Regions from separate parts of the Oryctolagus cuniculus genome. Here region 2 is linked to region 1. A link is a contact called in public Hi-C data. All regions are on one chromosome and are shown on one strand. Each heading gives the region's core, a stretch centred on a gene start, on an enhancer-like site or on the middle of the called end of the contact. The rest is flanking DNA. Distances are from core to core; before and after follow the strand shown. Region 1 has its middle 110 kb from the start of CDKN2B. Region 2 has its middle 200 kb from the start of DMRTA1.

Evidence for each region. Hi-C and Micro-C count contacts between places; a contact is called where the count stands out from the background.
Region 2: a contact with region 1 is called in a Hi-C map of liver, with 7 times the contacts expected there. The contact joins two enhancer-like sites. A contact is called at or near these places in 3 of 6 Hi-C or Micro-C datasets (liver, skin fibroblasts and an unstated tissue).

The regions. Positions count from the first base shown.
Region 1 is chr1:185,181,615-185,186,128 of mOryCun1.1, reverse strand. No RefSeq gene overlaps it. Among named protein-coding and RNA genes, the nearest start is that of CDKN2B, 110 kb to the right of the region's middle. Within about 2 kb of position 1,953, at least 1 of the 8 cell types and tissues checked has an H3K27ac peak or open chromatin away from gene starts, as enhancers often do.
Region 2 is chr1:185,284,552-185,289,000 of mOryCun1.1, reverse strand. It overlaps the pseudogene LOC100339615. Among named protein-coding and RNA genes, the nearest start is that of DMRTA1, 200 kb to the left of the region's middle. Within about 2 kb of position 2,375, at least 1 of the 8 cell types and tissues checked has an H3K27ac peak or open chromatin away from gene starts, as enhancers often do.

The sequences.
Region 1 (4,514 bases), core at 704-3,203:
AGGAAACATAATACTGTTGGAGTAGAGGTGGCAGATCCCACTTGTCACTACACATATTCCTCCTTGTTCTATCAGTATATATTCCAAGGCTTGTCAGTTGTGTTCAAGTATTAACTTTTTAGTGATTTATTTTAGCCCTGACCTCATTCCCTTTGGTTCTGAGCCTATGGACTTGAATTCATTTATCAAGAAGACAGGGCTCTCATTTTCTCATGTTGAATGTTTATTTAAAAATAATTCAGGTAAATTGCAAATGAAATAATCTGTGAAGAAAATATAAGATGAATTTGCTGTAACAGTTGGGGAACATTTTAAAATTCCTTTTGGGGTAGGCATTTGGCATACCAGTTAAAGCACCACTTGAGATGTGCACAACCCACATCAGAGCTCCTGGGTTCAAGTCTCTGCTCAACACCCAGTTCTAGGTTGCTACTAATGCAGACACTAGGAGGCAGCAGATAATGGCTCAAGTAAGTTGGTTCCTGCCATCTGCTTTGGAGACCTGGATTCAGTTTCTGCCTTCTAGCTTCAACCTGGCCTAGCCCTGGTTGTCTCAGCCTTTGGGCCTTTCCTCCCTCTCCCTCACCCTCTCCCTCCTTTCCCTTCCTCTCCCTCTCCCTCTCCCTTCCCTTTTCTCCTCTCCCTCTCCCTCCTCTACCTCCACTCCTTCTCCTTCCTATCCTTCACCTTCCTCTCCCTCCTCTCCCTCTCCCTCTCCCTCCACTACTTCTCCCATCTCTCTTCCTCCCCACCCCTCCCTCTCCCTTCTCCGCCCCTCCTTCTCCCTCCTGTCCTCTCCTTCTCCCTTTGCCTCCTCTCCCTCTCCTTCTTTTTTCCTCTGCCTCTCAAATAAATAAAAATTAAAAGTCTAATATACTGAAAATATCACAGGGATTATTTGAGCAGCATAAGGATACTTCAAAAGGTTTATGGAAGATGTTTATCATGAGAAAAATATGTATGGATTTTTCATTTTCACACCAAAATAAACATTTCTTTTAATTTTGTTTTTCCATGAACTCTTTGAATTACCCTCATACAGTGAAGAGTTATTGTTTTACCTTATCCATTCCACCTCCTTCTGTAAACTGCACTCCCCTTTTGAGAATGTCCTTTCCAAATCAACAACTGGATTTAAAAAAAATTCATGTGTTCATATAGCTCCACCACTCCTAGACAACACTACGTTCATCCAAAAATGGCCTATATCTTCAGTATAAGATAGTCAGGTTCTCCCCTGGCAATTTATTTATTTATTTATTTATTTTTGACAGGCAGAGTGGACAGTGAAAGAGACAGAGAGACAGAGAGAAAGGTCTTCGTTTTGCCGTTGGTTCACCCTCCAATGGCCGCCGGGGCCGGCGCATTGCGCTGATCCGAAGGCAGGAGCCAGGTGCTTCTCCTGGTCTCCCATGGGGTGCAGGGCCCACGCACTTGGGCCATCCTCCACTGCACTCCCGGGCCATAGCAGAGAGCTGGCCTGGAAGAGGGGCAACCGGGCAACCGGGACAGAATCCGGCGCCCCGACCGGGACTAGAACCCGGTGTGCCGGCACCACAAGGCGGAGGATTAGCCTAGTGAGCTGCGGCGCTGGCTATTTATTTTTTACAAGAGAATATAAATTAATCCTTCACCAGTGGTAGATGTAGTCGGGAAGTGCTGACAGCAGCATACCTTGCCATGTGAAAGGAGCTAATTTACAACGAAAAAGAAGGGCAAAAATGCAGAAAGAAAGTAGGACAGGACTTGGAGGAGATCCCCCAGGAGGGAGTGACCCCCTTCAGATGGTTCAGGTGTTCTGGAATCCAGCTAAAGCCCTGTCCTTCCCATGGTTTGGTTGTTTCTTCCTGGTATTCCAGGAACCAGCATTTTCTCCTTCCTACCTAAGCTATTACAAGAATTCAGCCACTTGCAACCAACAAAGATGTGACTCATATGGCAGAGAGATTTTGGTTTTATTTGCCTTGAAAATACTTATCATGTGGTGGGAAAAACTTCCAGCCAAGAATCTCTAGGACACTGGTGATTCATCCAGGCTTCCATTTTTATTTTTTTTATTTTTATTCCTTTCATGTCAAAACCCAGACTTTTACACCAACTGTCTAACTCATGGGGTTGCCAATACACCAAACACTCCTTCTCAAGGGTTTTATACATCCAAATTTTAATTGTATTAATGCTATCTTGATTGGAACAATCTATAATTTGTCAGTGTTGCACCATAAACATCTACTGGGCACTTGTCTCACTTATCTAGAGCTATGTTTGACTGTTTTTAATTGTCATTGAAAATAAATGAGTTCATAAGTGTTGACAATGCTAAAAAGAACTGGCAATCTAAAAGAGAAAGAAAGGGAGGGAGTTAGAGACAGAGAGAAAGGGAGAGACAGAGAGAATTCCATTTCACTGGAAGCCTATTTTTCTTGTCATTTCTGAAAGGGGAAAGTGCTATAACAGCTGTAAGGCAAATATATATATATATATATATATATATATATATATATATATAGGCACCGGTGCTGTGGCGTAGTGGGCTAAAGCCTCTGCCTGCAGCGCCAGTGTCCCATATGGGTGCCTGTTTGAGTCCCGGCAGCTCCTCTTCCAATCCAGCTCTCTGCTATGGCCTGAAAAAGCAGTAGAAGATGGCCCAAGTGTTTGGGCCCCTGCACCTGTGTGGGAGACCCAGAAGAAGCTCCTGCTCCTGGCTTCGGATCGGCCCAGCTCCAGCCATTGCAGCCATTTGGGGAGTGAACCAGCAGATGGAAGACCTTTCTCTCTGTCTCTCCATCTCACTGTCTATAACTCTACCTCTCAAATAAATAAATAAGTAAATTGTTTAAAAAGTAAATATATATAATTAAAAATCTATACTTTTCAAATTTTGACATCTGATCACTTTTAGGAAAAAAAGATAATCCTGCCAAGTATGAACTCATTTTCTTGTGATCAGTTAACATTTAACAAATAAAAGCATAATATACACTCTGGGTGACAAAAAATAAAAGGCATTAATCAGACTGATCTTTGCTGAATTGCCACTCTTTTAAGCAAATTGGTTTACATTCTCCAAAACCCCTTCTTTAAAATGAATATTGTGGGGACGGCAATTTGCTTAGAGGTTAAGACATCAGTTAGAACACCCACATCTTGTATCAGAGGGCCTGGGTTCAAGTTCAGGCTCTGCTCCCAGTTCCAGCTTCCTGCTGATTCAGTGGCTCAAGTGACTGGATCCCTACTGCCCATGTGGGAGAAGCAAGTTTGATTTCTAGCTCAGCCTGGCCCTTCCCTGGCTAGTGCATGTATTCATAGTGCTCTCCCTAGCTCTCTCTCTCTCTCTCTCTCTCTCTATATATATATATATGTATGTATATATATATACACACATATATATTGGAAAAAATACATAAAATTTTTATAGATAATTTTGCTATTGAGTATTGTGGTTAAGAATACAAACTCTAGGACTGCTGGGTTCAAATTATGGCTTTAATTCATTAAGCAAATTGCTTTATGATCAGACCTCAGTTTTCCAGTTTATCTTAAAATAGGCAGCAGACAGAGATATATACATATGTATACAGAGATATGTTCATATATCAGGTATGTGCAAGAATCATAATAGCAAAAAGTGAAGTAAAATGGAAATAGCCCAAATATCCACCAATAGAGAATAAATTGTAGCAAAATCACCTAATAAAATATTATTTAGTAATAGTAACAAATAAACTATAGCTACACACATTAACATTGATGAATCTCAAAATATTGATAAATTATCTTAGAATTCTCATTATAGAATCCCATTTATATCAAATTTTAAGAAACAAATCCAGTGCTGGGCATTTGGTTCAGCAAAGATGCCACTTGAGATACCTGCATGCCATATCCAAGTGCCTGGGTTCAAGGCCCCACTCTGCTTCTTATCCACTTTCTTGCTAATTTGTATACTAGGAGGTACCAGATGATGGCTCAAGTACGTGGGTCCCTGCAACCATGTGGGAGACCTGAATTGAGTTCTCAGGTCCTGTATTAGGCCTGGCCTAACCACAACTGTTGCAGGAATTTGGGGAGTGAACCAGGTTATGAGAGACACCTCTCTCTCTCTCTCTCTCTCTCTCTCTCTCTCTTTCTCTCTCCCTCTCTCTCTCTGTAATAAATATTTCCTTAAAAAGACAAGTACAACTACTATGTTATCTAGGGATACATCTATAAATGGCAAAACTAAAGAAAACAAGACAATGGTTTAAACAAACTTTAGGATAGTGATTATTTCTAGGAGGAGGAGGGGAGTGAGATTGTGGAAGGCACACAAAGGCAAACAAGGACTGACAAAATTGTATTTCTTAAACTTAAAGGGACATATAGAGTGTTTGCTTTCTGAATTCTCTATAAACTATACTTGGATATTTTATGCACTTAAATCCAATCATTTCTAAACAAAAATAATGGTTATAACTAAATAAAGCATTTTGAGAAAATTGAGATCTTACATGTTTAGCAGCTGTGTCTAGCAC
Region 2 (4,449 bases), core at 1,126-3,625, 100 kb before region 1:
ACATTGAAGCCAAATTCAAAACGAACAAGGTATCAACAACTTCCTGACCATGAGCTAGTCATGTCACCTCTTCTTGAACCCACAACTCCCAGGAAATTTACTAAACAGTTTTGATACCAGATATCAAGTTCATTAACGGTATGCAAATGTAACGTGCATGATTTACCTTGATCTTTTGGAACAGGTTTGTGAGAGGAATCCAGGGCTCATCAGTGGAACTGAATGGCAAATGAGAGCCAAAGTTGTGATGCTTAAATGGGGATGGGTGGGACTGGCATTGGCAAAGTGCCAGTGAGCGCCTGAGCCCAGACACAATTGCAGCAAGGGCCAGGTTTAAGACATGGAGAGGAGTGAGGAAGTAGAGATGCTTTTAACAGTCATTTAGTATGTGCCAGACACTAGGTACTACGTCAGTTGTCTCAAGTTTTCATGTCACATTCACAACCACTTTATGAACTACAGTCACCTCCATTTTATGAAGAAAGGGAAGCCAGAGAGATTATTTCATTGATGACACAACTAGAAAGGAGCACTCCACTGCCAGGATTTGAGAAAAATCTACCCTCTTTCCACTAATCAAAATGCTACCTGGAGTTTGCTTTGTGCCACAGCTGGTTAAGCCACTGCTTGGGACGCCCTCATCCATATCAGCGTGCCTGCTTTCAGTCTCAGCTACTCCACTTCCCATACAACTTCCTGCTAACAAGTCTAGGAGGTAGCATATGATGGCTCAAGTGTGCAGGCCCCTGCCATCCATGTGGAAGACTTGGATGGAGTTACTGGCTCCTGTCTTCAGTCGGCCCAGCACTAACTGTTGCAGTCATCTGAGAAGTGAACCAGCAGGTGGAAGATCTTTCTGTGTTTCTCTCCTTCTTTTTGTCTTTCCATTTCTCTGTCACTCTGCTTTTCAAGTAAATAAATCTTTTTTAAAAGAAAAAATGCTAATTTTTTGGCCCAATAAAATTCAGGGCCAAATGGAATAAAGTAGTCAAAAATTCCCTTTCTCCTAGGTCTTTGTTTTACCTTTACACCCCCTCAAAAAGTCTGCACAAAACAGACTATCAACATCTGTTAGTTAGTAGACAAATTGACCAGATTGTAGCCCATCTGCAGTCATTAAAAAGAGATCTGTTTGTGTCAATAAACAATGAGCTTGTGAGACAATTAAGCCAGGGAATTTCATCTGACAACAGACAAAGGTGGAGGTGAGTTTTGACTGCGGAATCTGGCAAGGGCCTGTTCATCAACCAGGACCATAGCAGTTTTGCCTTCAGGGTTAAGGCAAGTCCTGGCTTCCACTGGGAAGGTGTTGAGAAAAATGTTATGAACTTTTAGTTTGCCTTTGAAGAACACAGCCCACAAACCACCACTAGGTGTCCTCAAAGGAAAAACAATCGAGGGAGGAAAAGTGCTTGAGCACTGTTAGGAGCTCAATGGACTGACTTGTCCAGGTTCTTTAACTGCTGGACTAGAAGGGATAGATTGGAATTTGGTTGTTAAACAGGAACATGTGGCCTCTAAGGGAAACAGAGTCCTGCAGAGGAGAAGGCATTTAGTAACAGCTCACTTTTATTCATAATGGGGATTTGTATCGTTCTGCTCCAAGAAGGCACACCAGGTAGACTTCGAACAGACAATGTCCTCATTAAACTTGCCAGTGCCATGGAGAGTGCTGGGGAGTAGAAAACACCTGTGCCGGCCTAGTAATGGCTCCAAGCTCCTTAAAAACTTCAAATTTATGGGTACTGTGCTCTGGCTGATTTTTGACATCGCCTTTTAAAAATTAAATTAGGTGAATTTCAGCAATTACTCTTCCCTGAAAGAGCTTCTGCAATATGTTTGGTTTCCTTCAGCTATGTCATTTGCAAATGGAGAGGCACAATTTCACCAACTGTGGCCCTGATTAGTCTTTCCAAAAGACTCGTTTTCCACCACTGGGCTCTGCAAGTTCAACCCCCCATTCCTCTTCACCCCTAAACTTCCCTCTAGCCCTCTCTTCCTCTCCAGTTCTTTTCCTGCCTCCACCTCTTCTGTCTCTCCTCTGCCATCTTCCCCTTCCTTTAACCATGTCATAGTCCTCCATTTTCACACAAGAGAAAAATCAATTTCCTTGTTATGGTCTCTCCTGTAGTCAACTGAAATAAGAAGTATTTACCCTGATTTTGAGAGTCAGGAAAAGGAACGAGGGCCAAGAACAAAGGAGGGGGAGGAGGGGAGGAAAAGATTCGAAAACAGGTGACATTCTCTGCACCTGTCCAAAACTTAAGAAGGAATATAGGGTTGTGAGGTGGAGGCGAGGCATGAAACCGTACAGCCCTGCTGCCCTTCATCTTCTGGGCCTCAAACACTGGACTCCCATATCATGTGTTAGGAATTTCTAATCTCACCACAGCCTGATGACTCACACCCACTGACTGGCTCTTTAGGCTTCTTCAAAACACCTGGGAAGATAAACCTCAACCAAGAAAGCAATCCCTCTGTCCAGGGTAGCCTTTCAAGGTAGGTAGGGGAATTTTCAGCATTCATTTCCATTTTGGCCCCCAGAGACCTACAGGTCTTAATCTTAATTTCAGACATAGTTGTGTCTGAAAGCCAGAGACGATTTCCAAATCAAGGGATAAACTGGCATGGACCGAGACTTGCTTTTGCCTGGGGAGGGAGACAGAAATGAGTCATAAATGACCTTATTTGGGGCTACAAAGAACTGAGGTTACTTGGGAGGACACTCTGTCTGCCAAAGCCGGTTCCCCGAGCTCCTCAAACCATCCCTCCTCTTTTTTTCATATGAAATATTCTTTTATTTATTTTTGTTGGGTTTTAACAGATTATTTTATTTTTTTAACTTTTATTTAATGAATATAGATTTCCAAAGTACAGCTTATGGATTACAATGGCTTCCCCCCCCATAACTTCCCTCCCACACGCAACCCTCCCCTTTCCCGCTCCCTCCCCCCTTCCATTCACATCAAGATTCATTTTCAATTCTCTTTATATACAGAAGATCAGTTTAGCATATATTAAGTAAAGATTTCAACAGTTTGCACCCACATAGAACACAAAGTGAAAAATACTGTTTGAGTACTAGTTATAGCATTAAATCACAAGGTACAGCACATTAAGGACAGAGATCCTATATGAGGAGTAAGTGCACAGTGACTCCTGTTGTTGACTTAACAAATTGACAATCTTGTTTATGGCAACAGTAATCACCCTAGGCTCTAATCATGAGTTGTCAAAGTGGAAGTTCTCTCCTCCCTTCAGAGAAAGGTACCTCCTTCTTTGATGACCTGTTCTTTCCACTGAGATCTCACTCATGGAGATCTTTCATTTAGGTGGTTTTTGTTTTGTTTTGTTTTGTTTTTCCGGAGTGTCTTGGCTTTCCATGCCTGAAATACTCTCATGGGCTTTTCAGCCAGATCCGCATGCCTTAAGGGCTGATTCTGAGACCAGAGTGCTGTTTAGGACATCTGCCATTCTATGAGTCTGCTGTGTATCTCGCTTCCCATGTTGGATCGTTCGCTCCCTTTTTTATTCTATCAGTTAGTATTTGCAGACACTAGTCTTGTTTATGTGATCCCTTTGGTTCTCAGTCCTATCATTATGACCAATTGTGAACAGAAATTGATCACTGGGACTAGTGAGATGGCATTGGTACATGCCACCTTGACCATCCCTCCTTTCATTCACCTCAGTGGTCCAGGTGGCCCTTCAGGGCCCTGTGTTCCTCATTTCTCCCCAGGCAATCTAAGATGATCCTTCTTACAAAGTGTGTAAGCCATGAAGGAAATAAAAAGTAGTTCCTGTGGTCCAATTCAAAATTAAATGTTAACTAAAGCCATAAGAACAATCATCTGTCCACACTTATTTTTGTATGAGAATGAGAAAAGAAAAATCAAGAAAGTGCAGGGGCCAGTGCTGTGGTGCAGCTGGCTAATCTGCTGCTTGCAACGCCACAGCTCCATGTCAGAATGCCAGTTGAGTCCATACTCCTCTGCTTCTGATTCTGCTTCCTGTGAATGCACCTGGGAAGGCAGAGGAAGGTGATCCAGATGTGTGGGCCCCACCACCTGCATAGAAGACTACTTGGACTTCCTGGCTTCAGCCTGTCTCAGCCTTGGCTGTTGTAGCCACTTCAGGAATGAATAAGAACATGAATGATCTCTCTCCCTCTCCCCCTCTTATGTTCTGCATTTTAAATAAATAAATAAATAAATGCCGTATTCTTTGAAAGCATATACTCTAGTCCTGAATTTAGAAACCCTTGATGTAGAAATAAATCATGCATACAAATAACTGTTCATACAGCTTTCAGCTTCCAAGATAATGGCCAGCATTAATTGAGTACATAGAATACTCCTGGCCCCACTTACGGGCTCTAACAGCATTGATTCATTTAATACTCTCAACAACCCTAAAAGGTATATATAGATATAATTATTATATCCAACA